3 separate regions of the Sus scrofa genome follow, and regions 1 and 3 are each linked to region 2. The links are chromatin contacts, called in public Hi-C and HiChIP or PLAC-seq maps. All regions are on one chromosome and are shown on one strand. Each heading gives the region's core, a stretch centred on a gene start, on an enhancer-like site or on the middle of the called end of the contact. The rest is flanking DNA. Distances are from core to core; before and after follow the strand shown. Region 1 holds the start of AMMECR1L (AMMECR1-like protein). Region 2 holds the start of ARL6IP6 (ADP-ribosylation factor-like protein 6-interacting protein 6). Region 3 holds the start of IWS1 (protein IWS1 homolog).

The links. A called contact is a pair of places that touch in the nucleus more often than the background predicts. HiChIP or PLAC-seq counts read pairs in DNA pulled down with a chosen protein or histone mark.
Region 1: an H3K27ac HiChIP or PLAC-seq map of alveolar macrophages shows a contact between it and region 2. The contact joins the promoter of AMMECR1L here to the promoter of ARL6IP6 in region 2. A contact is called at or near these places in 2 of 47 Hi-C or Micro-C datasets (both in skeletal muscle) and 2 of 2 datasets of contacts at active chromatin or transcription factors (alveolar macrophages and skeletal muscle).
Region 3: a Hi-C map of liver shows a contact between it and region 2, with 5 times the contacts expected there. The contact joins the promoter of IWS1 here to the promoter of ARL6IP6 in region 2. A contact is called at or near these places in 2 of 5 promoter capture datasets (fetal liver and liver), 2 of 47 Hi-C or Micro-C datasets (heart right ventricle and liver) and 1 of 2 datasets of contacts at active chromatin or transcription factors (alveolar macrophages).

What each region holds. Positions count from the first base shown.
Region 1 is chr15:59,450,656-59,454,392 of Sscrofa11.1, forward strand. AMMECR1L (AMMECR1-like protein) reads left to right here and starts at 2,415. Exons shown (of 9, transcript XR_002339479.1): 1 at 2,415-3,349.
Region 2 is chr15:60,438,220-60,442,279 of Sscrofa11.1, forward strand. ARL6IP6 (ADP-ribosylation factor-like protein 6-interacting protein 6) reads left to right here and starts at 1,369. Exons shown (of 4, transcript XM_001926700.7): 1 at 1,369-2,816. The coding sequence starts at 2,420. PRPF40A (pre-mRNA processing factor 40 homolog A) reads right to left here and starts at 1,161. Exons shown (of 26, transcript NM_001244573.1): 1 at 988-1,161. The coding sequence starts at 1,152.
Region 3 is chr15:59,820,797-59,824,604 of Sscrofa11.1, forward strand. IWS1 (protein IWS1 homolog) reads left to right here and starts at 1,993. Exons shown (of 14, transcript XM_021076423.1): 1 at 1,993-2,316. The coding sequence starts at 2,283.

The sequences.
Region 1 (3,737 bases), core at 1,165-3,664, 990 kb before region 2:
CCATGGCATACAAAAGTTCCTGGGCCAGGGATCGAACCTGAGCCACAGCCATAACCCCAACCACAGCAGTGAAAACTCAGAATTCTTAACCCACTGGGCCATCAGGGAACTCCTATCATTTCTTTTTTTGGGGTGGAAACATTAAGATCTATGGTTAGAGTACATTACCATATATATTCTTAACCATTCAAGGTAAGAGATGATGAAAAGCTATGCCTTGTTTTTATAGTGGTACAGCTATATCATGGCAAATTGGGGTGACATTTTAGGTTCATGCACAGGGCTTGAGCCACTTAGCTTTCCCACAGTTCCCCTATCCCAACTATATTACGTTCCCACCACTTGCTGGTTTTCTTCTTCATTTAATTATTCAGGCTACAAAAAATTACCTTATGCCTACTATGTAACAGGTTTTTGCACTATATGCAGGAAATGAGAAAATAAATAAGACATAGCCACTTCCATCTTTATGGTAAAAATTGTCCTCTTCTTTCTTCTTCTTGTTCCTAATTTCACTCTATTTTTTTTTAAATCTTTTTCATCTTTGTAGGGCCACACTGGTGGCATATGGAGGTTCCCAGGCTAGGGCTCCAATCGGAGCCATAGCTGCCGGCCTACACCACAGCCACAGCAACTCGGAATCCGAGCCATGTCTGCAACCTACACCACAGCTCACGGCAACGCCGGATCCTTAACCCACTGAGCGAGGCAAGGGATGGAACATGCAACCTCATGGTTCCTGGTCGGATTCATTAACCACTGAGCCACGACAGGAACTCCTCACTCTGCTATTTTTGCATCAGTGCATACTATTGCTTTCTGATGTGAAGTGACCCCAAAGTGACTTTTTAAAAAGTCCTGCCTTTCAGTGTCAGTAAACAACAGCAGGTCCTACTTCTTGGTAAAATGCCTTTTGACAGCTCAAAGCAAGGTTTGTTTTTGTTTTAATTTGGGAGTGTTTCAAGTCCAACTTAGTTCCATCATTTACCTTCTGGCAGCTTGATAACCAGGGAGCAATAACTCCCTTATCTGTGAGCTGTTCAATGACAACATAGCACCACCCTGGGAGCAATAGACTAAGGCCCTTTTCCAGATTTCAAGACTTTCAGCTGGAAAGACTTTCACTATATGAAATTTATTCTGATTATTTTAAGTCAGGATATGATCCACTTATTCAGAAACCAACAAAGGAATGACCTCTGGCTTGCTGCCTCTAGCATTTCTGGCTCCAGGCCATATGATCATCTAATTTGTAGTTTTTCAGGCCTACAGAGGTTAGAAACTGGGAAAAGTGGAACTCAACAGCAGATAAGCACCTCCAGACCTTGACAGGAATTATGAAGACTGCTCTAAATGGCTTTTGTGGAAAAAAAAAAAAAAAAAACTGACCTCTTGTAGATCCCGTTGTAGCTCAGCAGTAACGAACCCGACTAGTATCCATGAGTATGAGAGTTTAATCCCTGGCCTCGCTCAGTGGGTTAAGGATCCGGCATTGCTGTGAGCTGCAGCAAAGGTCACAGATGTGCCTCAAATCTTGCGTTGTTGTTGCTGCGGCTGTGGTATAGGCCGGCAAGTGTAGCTCCCATTTGACCTCTAGCCTAGGAACTCCCATATGCCACAGGTGCGGCCCAAAAAAAGAAAGAAAAAAGTCACCTTCTTATTCTACAGCCATGTCTCTTCCTTCCACTGTTTTGCTCTGCCAGGTTCTCAGAGTTCCAGGTCCAAGGGGCACCAATCACTGTTTCCTCCCTTTTTTGCTGCCTACAGGTAATTTTGCTATAAGTCTGTAGTAGCAGATCTTACTATGCTTTAGTACATTATGCATTCTAGAGCAGAAGGTTTTTGCTGGAAAGCTTCACTGTTAGATATGATTTGCATTTTTTACTAGAGACTTTTCTTTGCTCTTGGAGGACAAACATGTTAAGGATTCCTTTCTGCGTAAACAGAATAGCAAAACACAGAACTGTCGATCTGTGGGCTTGAGTCTGTGTTCTCAACTAGACTGGCAATGCTTTAAAACAGGGCATGCCTTTGCTGCAGGGCCTAAACAGTTTGTAGTGGTTAGGGTGAGGGAGCAGGGCAGAAATGAGACTTTTAGTGCAACTCCATCTGTCACTATAATAAAAACGTTAAGTTGTCAAATTAAACACCAAATATTTGAAACGAGAATAATTTTCTATTAATTTTTTTTAATGTTTCTTGTATTGCTCTCTTTGAGGCCCTTGCCCTGCCAGTGCTGAGGTATCTGCCTAGTCGACCAAATGAATTAACCCTGCACTGTAGATAGTGGCCACTTGAGTCGTTTCTGGGCTGGGGACTGGGGTGGGGGTGGGGGTCAAGACCGAGATTTGGGCTCCTGACACCACCTAGGGTGGTCTGTCCTTTCCAGTACACGAGGAGGCTGGCACTGAGCCTGGAACTCCTTCTCAAAAGCCTGGCCGGATCCGATGGGTCTGCTGAATATAAGGCTGCTCCGAGCTACCCCTTCCTGGCTGCCTTCGAAGGCTTCGACTAGGTGGGGTGAAGCGACGCGAGCCTAACTGCTCCGGGAAAGCCGTGGGCGGCTGAGTGTTGGGCGGGAAAGGGCGGAGCGGCGAGGCTGGGCATCCCGGCTGCATCCCAAGCCGGTACCTGGGCCGCGTCACGGACAATGCCGCCGGCCCGGGCCGCACTACAATTCCCGACGCGCTCTGCGCTCGCTCGCAGAAGCCAAGGCAGCCCGGCCTGCACTGCGCCGACCGGCCTCACAGCCGGGAGCTTCGCTCCGCAGGCTCAGCGACCCGAGGGGTCCGACCCACCGGCCTCCTCCTGCCCCTCACCTCCCACCCGTCTTTATTTCAACCGCCTAGGCTTCTACCCCAAGAGTGGAAAGCAGCCTCCTAATTCAACCCGTGGAGTCGACTCCAGCCAATAATGTGCGCGAAGCTAGGCCACGTGACAGCAGCGGGGTGGTGCTCCAGAGGCTCTCCGATCTCTATGGTTTTGGCGACTAGCTAGAGGGCGTGTGGTCCACTGGAGGACTACCTACATTCTTCCTCCATTACCTCACTGCCTCCGGTGGCTGCTGGGATACCGGAAGACTCGGGTCCCGGCTCGGCTCAGTCCTCCAGCTGCCCGGGGAATACCTCTAGCAGTTCTTCCCTGCCGCCACCGCCGCCCCGCCGCTTCCTCCTCCGCCCGCCCCCGCCGGCCTTCTTCGCCCCGCCCCGTCCGCGCCGCGCGTCCGGCCCGTCTGCGGCCCGCTTCTCTCGCGAGCCCCCACCCAGGCGCATGGCTCCATGAAGCAGGAGGAGGAGGCAGAGCGCGAGAGGTCCCGTCTGCCCCGGCTGCGCCTGGGCCAGGAGAAAAGGTGGGAAAGTCGGTCCGCGCCGCGCCCTCCTCCCCCGTCCCCGCCAGGCCGTCCTCCCAGGGGCTGCCGCCGTGCGTGTCGGGCCTCCTCACCCCGAGGCGACCGGAGGGGCCGGCGAGTGGGTCCCCGGGGTTCGGGGTTCGGGTCCCGGGGCAGCATGGGGGAGGGGCTCTGGGGGCGGTGAAAGGAGGCGGCAGGGCGGGGCCTGCGGGCCGCGTGTGCGGGCGGGGAGCTAGTGGGTCGGAAGGCGTGCTGGGGAGGGGGTGAGTGGATGCCCCTGCCCCGGGCCGCGAGGCGAGGCCAGGCGAGGCTCCAGCTCCTTTCTGCACTCCCTCCAGGAAACAGTGGCGGGTCGTGTAAAGTTTGGTGGTCTCCGGCGCCGCCTGGC
Region 2 (4,060 bases), core at 119-2,618:
TTTGTCTAATATGTGACTAAACTATTGATTCAACATTTACTTTCTGGTCTTAAATCTGCAACTTAGCAAATTTCAGAAAGTGGAAAAAATTAAAATCATTACTGGATACCTAATTCATTTTTTAAAACATGATGATTTAATCAATTACTAAATGGCTTGCTAAAGTGAGAGAATACAGTTTAAACGCCAGCCTAAAAACTATCATGGTGAAAACCACAGCTTTGTCCTACTTCACAGATATAAGACAGCTTATTTTTATTTTATTGCGCCATTTATCCTTACTTTCTACATTGATTTTAAACTTTAAAATGCCGAAGTTACCAAATTAACTCAGATAAGGGCTACCCTTATAAAACACCAACAGTATGGATCCTCAGGAACACTTCACTCTTAATACATAAACATACTACTTACAACAGAATCTTTGAGAAAAATTACTTATGCCAAAAAAAAAAAAAAATCCCAAAGACCGAGGTCTGTCATTCATAGATACTAAAGTAAATAACTAATTCATCCATCTTAACGAGCTCCTATAAAAAGACAACTACTTTCTTTACCTGTGTCTTCATTGTTCCAGGCCTTAAAACCAGGTAACTATCTCCTGCCAATTCTCCCAGCTGTCCTCCCGCTACGGACACCACTAACACAGGTGAAGAAATTCTGGCAGCCTGTTTTAGACTCTACAGAATCAAATCTCCGCCTCCCCAACACGGCTAAGTCAGGCCTACCTCTCCAAAACGCTCACCCCGCCCGCGACCAGCACAACCAACGCGCAACTGCCTAGGCCAAACCCACCAGCAACTTCCAGGGTCCCACTTCCTTTTCTTTGTGCACCCCCGCCCTCCATTTCTCTCCCCCGGAACATATCCCACCATCTCGAGCTCTTCCTTCGTCCACTCTCATCTTCTTCTCCTTTGGGAGAAAGCTTCCTCTCTCTCTGACTCCGTTTTCATTGTGCCGCTTTCCCCTGCCCCACCGATCCCTTACCGAGGGCCGTCTCCTCAGGAAGCCGTCAGCAGAGACCCAAGAGCTGGAGCAGAGGCTTGAGCCGGACAATCTCCGCTCCCCGTCCCCGGGACCCCGCGAGGGAGGATGGCTCTCCATTTCACTCACCATGAGGCCTCCTCGCTCAGCTCCCGTCCCCGGCCTCATCGTCGGGCTCAGACTGCTCCGCCGGCGGCCACTGCCGCTACACATACCAACAAGAAGCGATCTGAGTGGCTGGAGCCCACTGGGGCCAAAGGTTAAAGGCTGCCCTGCGCTACGGGGCGGAACCAGCGGGGCCAATAAGCTGACAGGCTTCTCCGCTGTCCAATCAGACTGCGCTGCCGACACGCAGCTCTTCGGCGATTCGCTCCCAACCTCAGCCTCACTCGGCGTCGCCTGCATGGAGGGGGGAGGGGGACGGAGGAAGTTTCTGTTGCAAGTCCTCTTGGGGAAAAACTCCAGTAACTTACCCCAGGGAAGGGAAGACGTCTGTGTCTCAGCCTCCCGAGCTTAGTTCGCCTCACCCCGAAGGGGGTGGGGCAGTGGGGTTCTGCCACCTTCACCCCCCGCCCGAGTTACGTACGCCCCCACAAACCTGAGGCCGCCTGGGGTGGGGTGGGGTGGTAGGGTGGGGTGGGATGGTAGGGTGGGGGTGGGGGTGGGGAAAGCTTCTAGCGTTAGCGGTGGCCGGATACGCGCGCGCGCGCGCGCGCGGGGGGCGGATCGAGTTGGAGGGAGGGGGCGAAGAAGGCTAGAGGAGGGGTCTTGAGAAGGTTCGATCTCCGTAAGATCCAACTGGGGAGCGGGCGCCGGGATAGGGGAGTGAGGGGAGCCGGAGGCGTGCCAAGCTGCGTGGTGGGAAGTTGTAGTGGGGCGGGGAGAACAAAACGTAAGGGAAGGAGGAATGGGCTGTTAAGGGAGGTGAGGGTGCGGGGTGGTGAACTGCCGTGGAGGGAAGCGGGGGTGGAGGTAGGAGCGAGTGTAAGGCGTAAAAGTGAGAAAACAAATTGAGTCGGTAATGTGTATTAGGGCGCATGGCGGGCGCTAGGACCGGGTGCCACGAAGGTGCGACTTTGGGGCTGCCGGGCCGCGCTCTTGCTTAGAGGCGACGCTGCGATGGCCGAGGTCTCAGGGCGAGACGAACCTGTGCAGGGATAGGGGACTTGACTGCCTTCGGCCTCTTCTTTCCTCCCCTCTGCGCTCTTCTCTGCTCGCCTTCCCTCCTACAGCTTGAGGGTAGTACCCTGATCCTGGGACGCCCAGCCTCTCCAACTCCACAGCACCTTACCCGCCCAGCCGCCCACCCTTGCGCACCCCTGCGCGCCTCTGTCTGGTGGTTTAGGCCGGGGGGGGGCCGTTGATTGGCTGCTGGGACCGCGGGGAGGGGCTGGTGAACAACGCTCGCTCTCTGGGCCTCACTGTCTTTCCCGCCATGTCGTTCGTGGAGAGCGGGAGGCGCCCGGCCCCTCTGCGCCGTCGTCCGGGTACCCCTGTCCCGTTCGCTCGGCCGGCATTTTCCGCTTCCACTCAGGGAGACAGCTGGGGTGAGGGTGAAGTCGATGAGGAGGAGGGATGCGACCGAGTAGCCCGTGACCTGCGAGCGGAATTCTCGGCCAGGGCGTCGCCCGAACCTAGAAAGGACTCGCTCCTCCGGCCAGATGGGGACGGGTCTTCCCTCCTGGCGGATAAGCGGAATGGCATCTTGGCGGATGCGGGCGGTCGAACCCGAGCTCGGCGCTGGCCGGTCCAGGTCCTCTCAATTCTCTGTTCGCTGCTGTTCGCCATCCTCCTTGCCTTCCTCCTCGCCATCACCTACCTGATCGTAAAAGGTACTGAAGTCCAGAAACTGTATAGTTTTTTAAGCTGAGGTTGGACGTGGCTCTCGGCTTCAGCTCCTTCTCCCTATCAAAGGCCACCAAGCTGTAGCGACTTCCATCCAGAGTCCTCATCCGCATTTTTTGGCCTTCCCGTTTTGTTTTCTTTTTCTTAAAGGTGGAAGACCTTGGTCTGTGGTCAGGAGACCTATTTTAAGAAAGGGTCTTCATTAAGTGGGTAGTCATGAAAAAGAGAAAAAGTATCTTAAAGTCAGTGAACACTTGGGGTAAAACCTTAGCAAACTTAAGCAAAATTCAAGACAACCATCATTAAAGGAAGACGGTGAAAAGTGTAATTAAAGTAGGCTATGCAAGTTCAAAGACTTTAATCTGCAAATGATTAAAGATGTGTGTAATACACTGATTCCTCTGTACACTTAAGGAATTCCTGAAGGACAAGGATTTGCATCCTACAACCCAAATTTCTCTTGTATAGATAAAATTAGTACCTCTCGGTTTCGTCTTAGGTTTGCACCCAGTGTAGTGGTAAAGTTCTGTTGCGGGATCTTGAGTCTGTTTTTTCTCCGATTGATAGTTTTATTTCCCGGTGTCTTAAGTTGAAATATTGGCCAGATTGGAACAGATGTGCCTTGAAAGGTTTTCCACAGCTTATATGAATATATTATGTGGTTAGGTAATTTATATTGCAGTGGAAGGAATCAGACCTGAGTTTAAATCTCAGTTCTCACTGATGTGTGACTTTGGCTAAGTTACTGAAAAAGAAAAAAACAAAACTACCTTAGTATGAAAAGCATCCAACGCATTGTTATCCGAGTCAGTTTAATTCAAGTTTTTATTTTTCCTCATTGCTTCCAAGCCCCTTGTGGGCTGCAGGTGCATGTAGCAGATTACCATGCTGGATTTTCATAGAGAAGACTAATTGGCAAGTTAATTATGAGTTTTACCTCTTCAAACAATAGTATTGGGTGTAAACTCAATGTCAAACTTTGACAATGTTTCATTCCTCTATCCCTTCTCTCCTGCATTTTTTCCAAAGCAACTCAGAGTTTTGTCTTTTAGGCAATTTCTTTCTTTCTTGCACTGAGAGATTCTTTGTTCATAAAGTCATAAAACTGGATAAGTGGAAGTCCACTGCAGAAGACATTGAGCTGTGCCTATTTTGGAGAATGGAGAAAGGAGCTGAGGCAAAACGAAGTAATCTGAATTACATAAAATGTCTTCACAACATTCCTAGGGAA
Region 3 (3,808 bases), core at 743-3,242, 620 kb before region 2:
TATCAGATACTGACTCACAGACTTTGAAAAACTTACGGTTTCCAAATGAGACAGGTTCAGGGGTGGGGGGATGCAAATGCTATAAAATTTGATTGTGATGATTGTTGTACACCTATAAATGTAATACAATTAAAAAAATAATAAAAATACTAATCCTCTTGTAATTGCATTATTTAGCCCAATTACTTTCATGACTGTTGATCTTGTACCTTTGGTGAAGTAACAAGATCTTTATTGGCAGGATTTACACTGCGTTCCCTTTCATTGAACCAATTCCTGGACTTCTGCCCTGTTCACTCTGCCTTAATTTACATAGGTATGGTCTCACCCATTCTCTTTAAAAGAGAACTTAGATACTGGGACTTCTTCTATTAGATGAATATTTAATTTTGTGCCTTTGGTTCCAGGCACTGTTAATTCCTTGCTCTCACAATTCTCAAAACAGCCTGAGATGTCATTCCTACCTCTGAAGGGGCAGACTTGAATTTAAAACCTAATTTCCACCATACAGGGGAAAGAATGCCCATGAACTCTCTTGCAAGAAAATGAGAATTTCCAGAGAGAAACCATCCATCTTTCTTTCTTCTCTTTCCATGTTCTTTTCTGGAGCCTAGCATTGGGTTCTGCCAGCATATTCTGACCGGCTAACAAAGTATTCCAGGGTTATCAAAGCTGAGATGTAGCTTGACTAATGGCATTCTGAGAATTCATAGCATAGCCAGCACCAGAGAATTCACATATCTCAACTCCACCGTATGAGGTGGACCTTTCAGGGCACCACCTGAGACCTTATAATAGGCTAGGCATGCCCAGAAACCCAGTCCAAGATATATGCTTTGTCAACTAACAAAAGGCCCTATTTCTGCAAGGCTATACCTCCTAGGAAATAAATATTTGCTTATACTTCCCCTGGCCCTCCTCCAATTAAAAGGCAATAACGTCGTCCTCTTTAAGACAAAAACAATCAAGCAAGGAAATAGACTTCATTCCGAGTATTGCAAATGAAGAGCACTCCAGATATGAAGATCAGTTTGTCTACGCAGGATAGTTTTATGCTTTCATAGGGAGGAAGGTAGAAAAAATTATGGATTGACTTGCAGTCAGGAAATATCAGTCAAGTAAACAGAATATGCTTATCTCTGTATCTAGCTAGTTTTAGAAGAGCAAAGATGTGAACAGGAAATTGAAGGGGTCTGAACCTGCCCTTATGAGCAGGTTCAGGAAGAAGGGGAAAGGTCTTTGACCTTGTCACAGGTAAGCAAGTGGGTCTTCTGTAAGTCTTATGGAACTCATGAAAAAGAGCAGAGAGTGAGTTTTACTTAAGAGACAAGGAGAAGAATGGTACTACTCTACAGTGAGTTGAACAGGTCTGTAAGTATCTTAACCACTGCTGTTTCCCAGGAGTATACAGGGCTCAAGGAAAGCACTTACAAGGCTCAAGTAAGGTTCAAAAATGTTATTCTTCTCCAAGATTTCATCCAGGGGCCCTTCTGGATGCAAAACCCTGTACTTCCTATCATTGACCAAAAGGCTTCTTAATATGGAAATTCAGTCGTTTTTTTAGAAAGGAAGAAAAATGCCTTGAAAAGAGACTCTTTTGATCATGCCACTTAGTAAAGCATCATAGCGCGTTAGGCTTGGAACCACAAGTCCCAGAGAGCAATGCGACACTGCTTCCCCGTACTAAAGGCGGGAATCAAGAGCCTCGCTGCATGACGGGAACGATAGTTAATTACCGTAGCATGGAAATTTTAATTTTAGCGGGTCTTCATTTTTCGGAAGATCCTCAAACAAGGCGCAGACGGAGAGCCAATAAGGTAATATTATCATCTCCATGGGAACCAGAGATAGGTTCCTCCAAAGGGAGGTTTTAAACTGCAGTTTCGACTCCCGCTCTATTTTCCCACTAGTCTCCTTTCCGGCCGTGCCGTGCGTTATTACCGTCGCGTCTTCTCATTGGCCGGGTGACAGATGACGGCGCTTGCGCACTGCATTCTTTTGAGGGTCGTGGGCAGACGCCATTTTGGCCCTAGAGGTGCTTCTGGGAAGTAGAGCGCTGACCCACACGCTTTGCCCGCCCGCCGGGTTGGGCCTCTGCTGCTGGGATTTCTAGATCAAAGGGTTCTACCGCTGCCTGTTGCCTTATTCTCCGCACTCTCCAAACCCTTTGGTCGGGCGGGAGCCTCTGAGCACCGGGCCGCGCCATCGGTGGTCACAGCGCCGGGAAGGAGGTGACGGGGGCGGCGCGGGGCGCAGACACTCCCCGCCGAGAGCCGCCTGAAATGGACTCGGAATATTACAGCGGCGACCAGTCAGGTGGGGCAGGGACCTAGGATACAGGGCTGGGGGCGGAGTGGTTACTTGGCAGAACTTGGCCTCGCACCCGGCGGGAAAAGGGGGAGGCCCCGGAGACGTTCCTTTGCCGGACTCGGCCCGAAGAGGACCGAGGCAGAGCGGGGAGAGCCCGCCGACCGGCTGCGGGCCCCGAAGTTGGAATCTTGGAGAGAGGATTCTAGGGGGACAGCGGTCTTCTGAGTCGGCTAAAGGTGTTGAGATTGGGGAGTAACTTCTAGGTATTAGGCGCTTTCTTTGTGCAAAGTAATAGGGAAGGTCTCTCCTGATACGGGACTTTTTTTTTTTTTTTTTTTTTTCCCCCCCTTTTCAGGAGTTGAGAGTATTTTTCGAGAATCCAAGGGGTATATGAGGGTATGATATCTTACCTCCTCCAGACGTTTCACTCGGAGTTGGGACTAATTCGATCTCGCCTGCAAACTAGTTTCTCCCATTAAAGAAAATGTAGAACACTTATTTGAGTTGTATACATATTTTAGAATATGTATCTCTGGGACTTAACTGGTGATTTTGGTGCCCGTCCTTCACATTGAGAGCTTTCCTTTTTCTCCTCGCTTGAGTTTGTTCTCTTTTCTTTTCCTGTTTACTCAACGAGCTCTCTGTCCCACTCCGCTAACTCTGTGCTAGGCACTGGAGATCAAGAGACGAATAAGGCAGGATCTCGTGGGGAATAAAAACGTTTCTTTTGCTTCCCTTTGTGTCCTAGTTCCATTGAGTATTCTTTATCAAAAAGTGCTTAAATAATTTTCTGAGCGTTAACTACCTTCTTTTCTGTTTTGAGTTACCTTCAATTCCTTATATGACGGCGAGTAGTAATGACAATATACTGCTTTAAACGTTTTTTCCTATGTTTTCAAATTAGTTGTCACTTCATTTGTGTTTTTAAATTATTTTTAAACAAGTACTTCATATAAAGTGCTGAAAGACATGAAAAGTTAGTTCCTTGAATGTTCATTTTTTAAGCTGTTTTTTGTTTTATTCCTGTATTCCTAATTTATGTTGTATCTTAGTGCATCTTTTTTAGGCATTTTGAAATGATTTCCTTTTATCCTAGGACTAGGATTTTAGCCTCTTCTGTGCCCTCTTCTCCCCCGTATTTTAACTGTTAAAATGTAATTTTTATTGACTAGTTAATAAAATATTAAATATATTAAAATTTATGCTTTACTCCTTAGCTAAGTAGTCATAAACATGTAGTGATTTCATTCTTAAACAAATTTTGGTTTTCTTGTAATTGTCTATAGTTCATTTTTGAAATTTATTTATTTTGGGAGTTCCCATTGTGGTTCATCAGGTTAAGGACCCAGCATTGTCTCTGTGAGGATGTGGGTGTGATCCCTGCCCTTGCTCAGTGGGTTAAGGATCTGGCATTGCCTCAGGCTGCAGTGTAGGTCACAGATGAGGCTTGGATCTGGTGTTGGCTATGACTATGGCACAGGCCTCAGCTGCAGCTCTG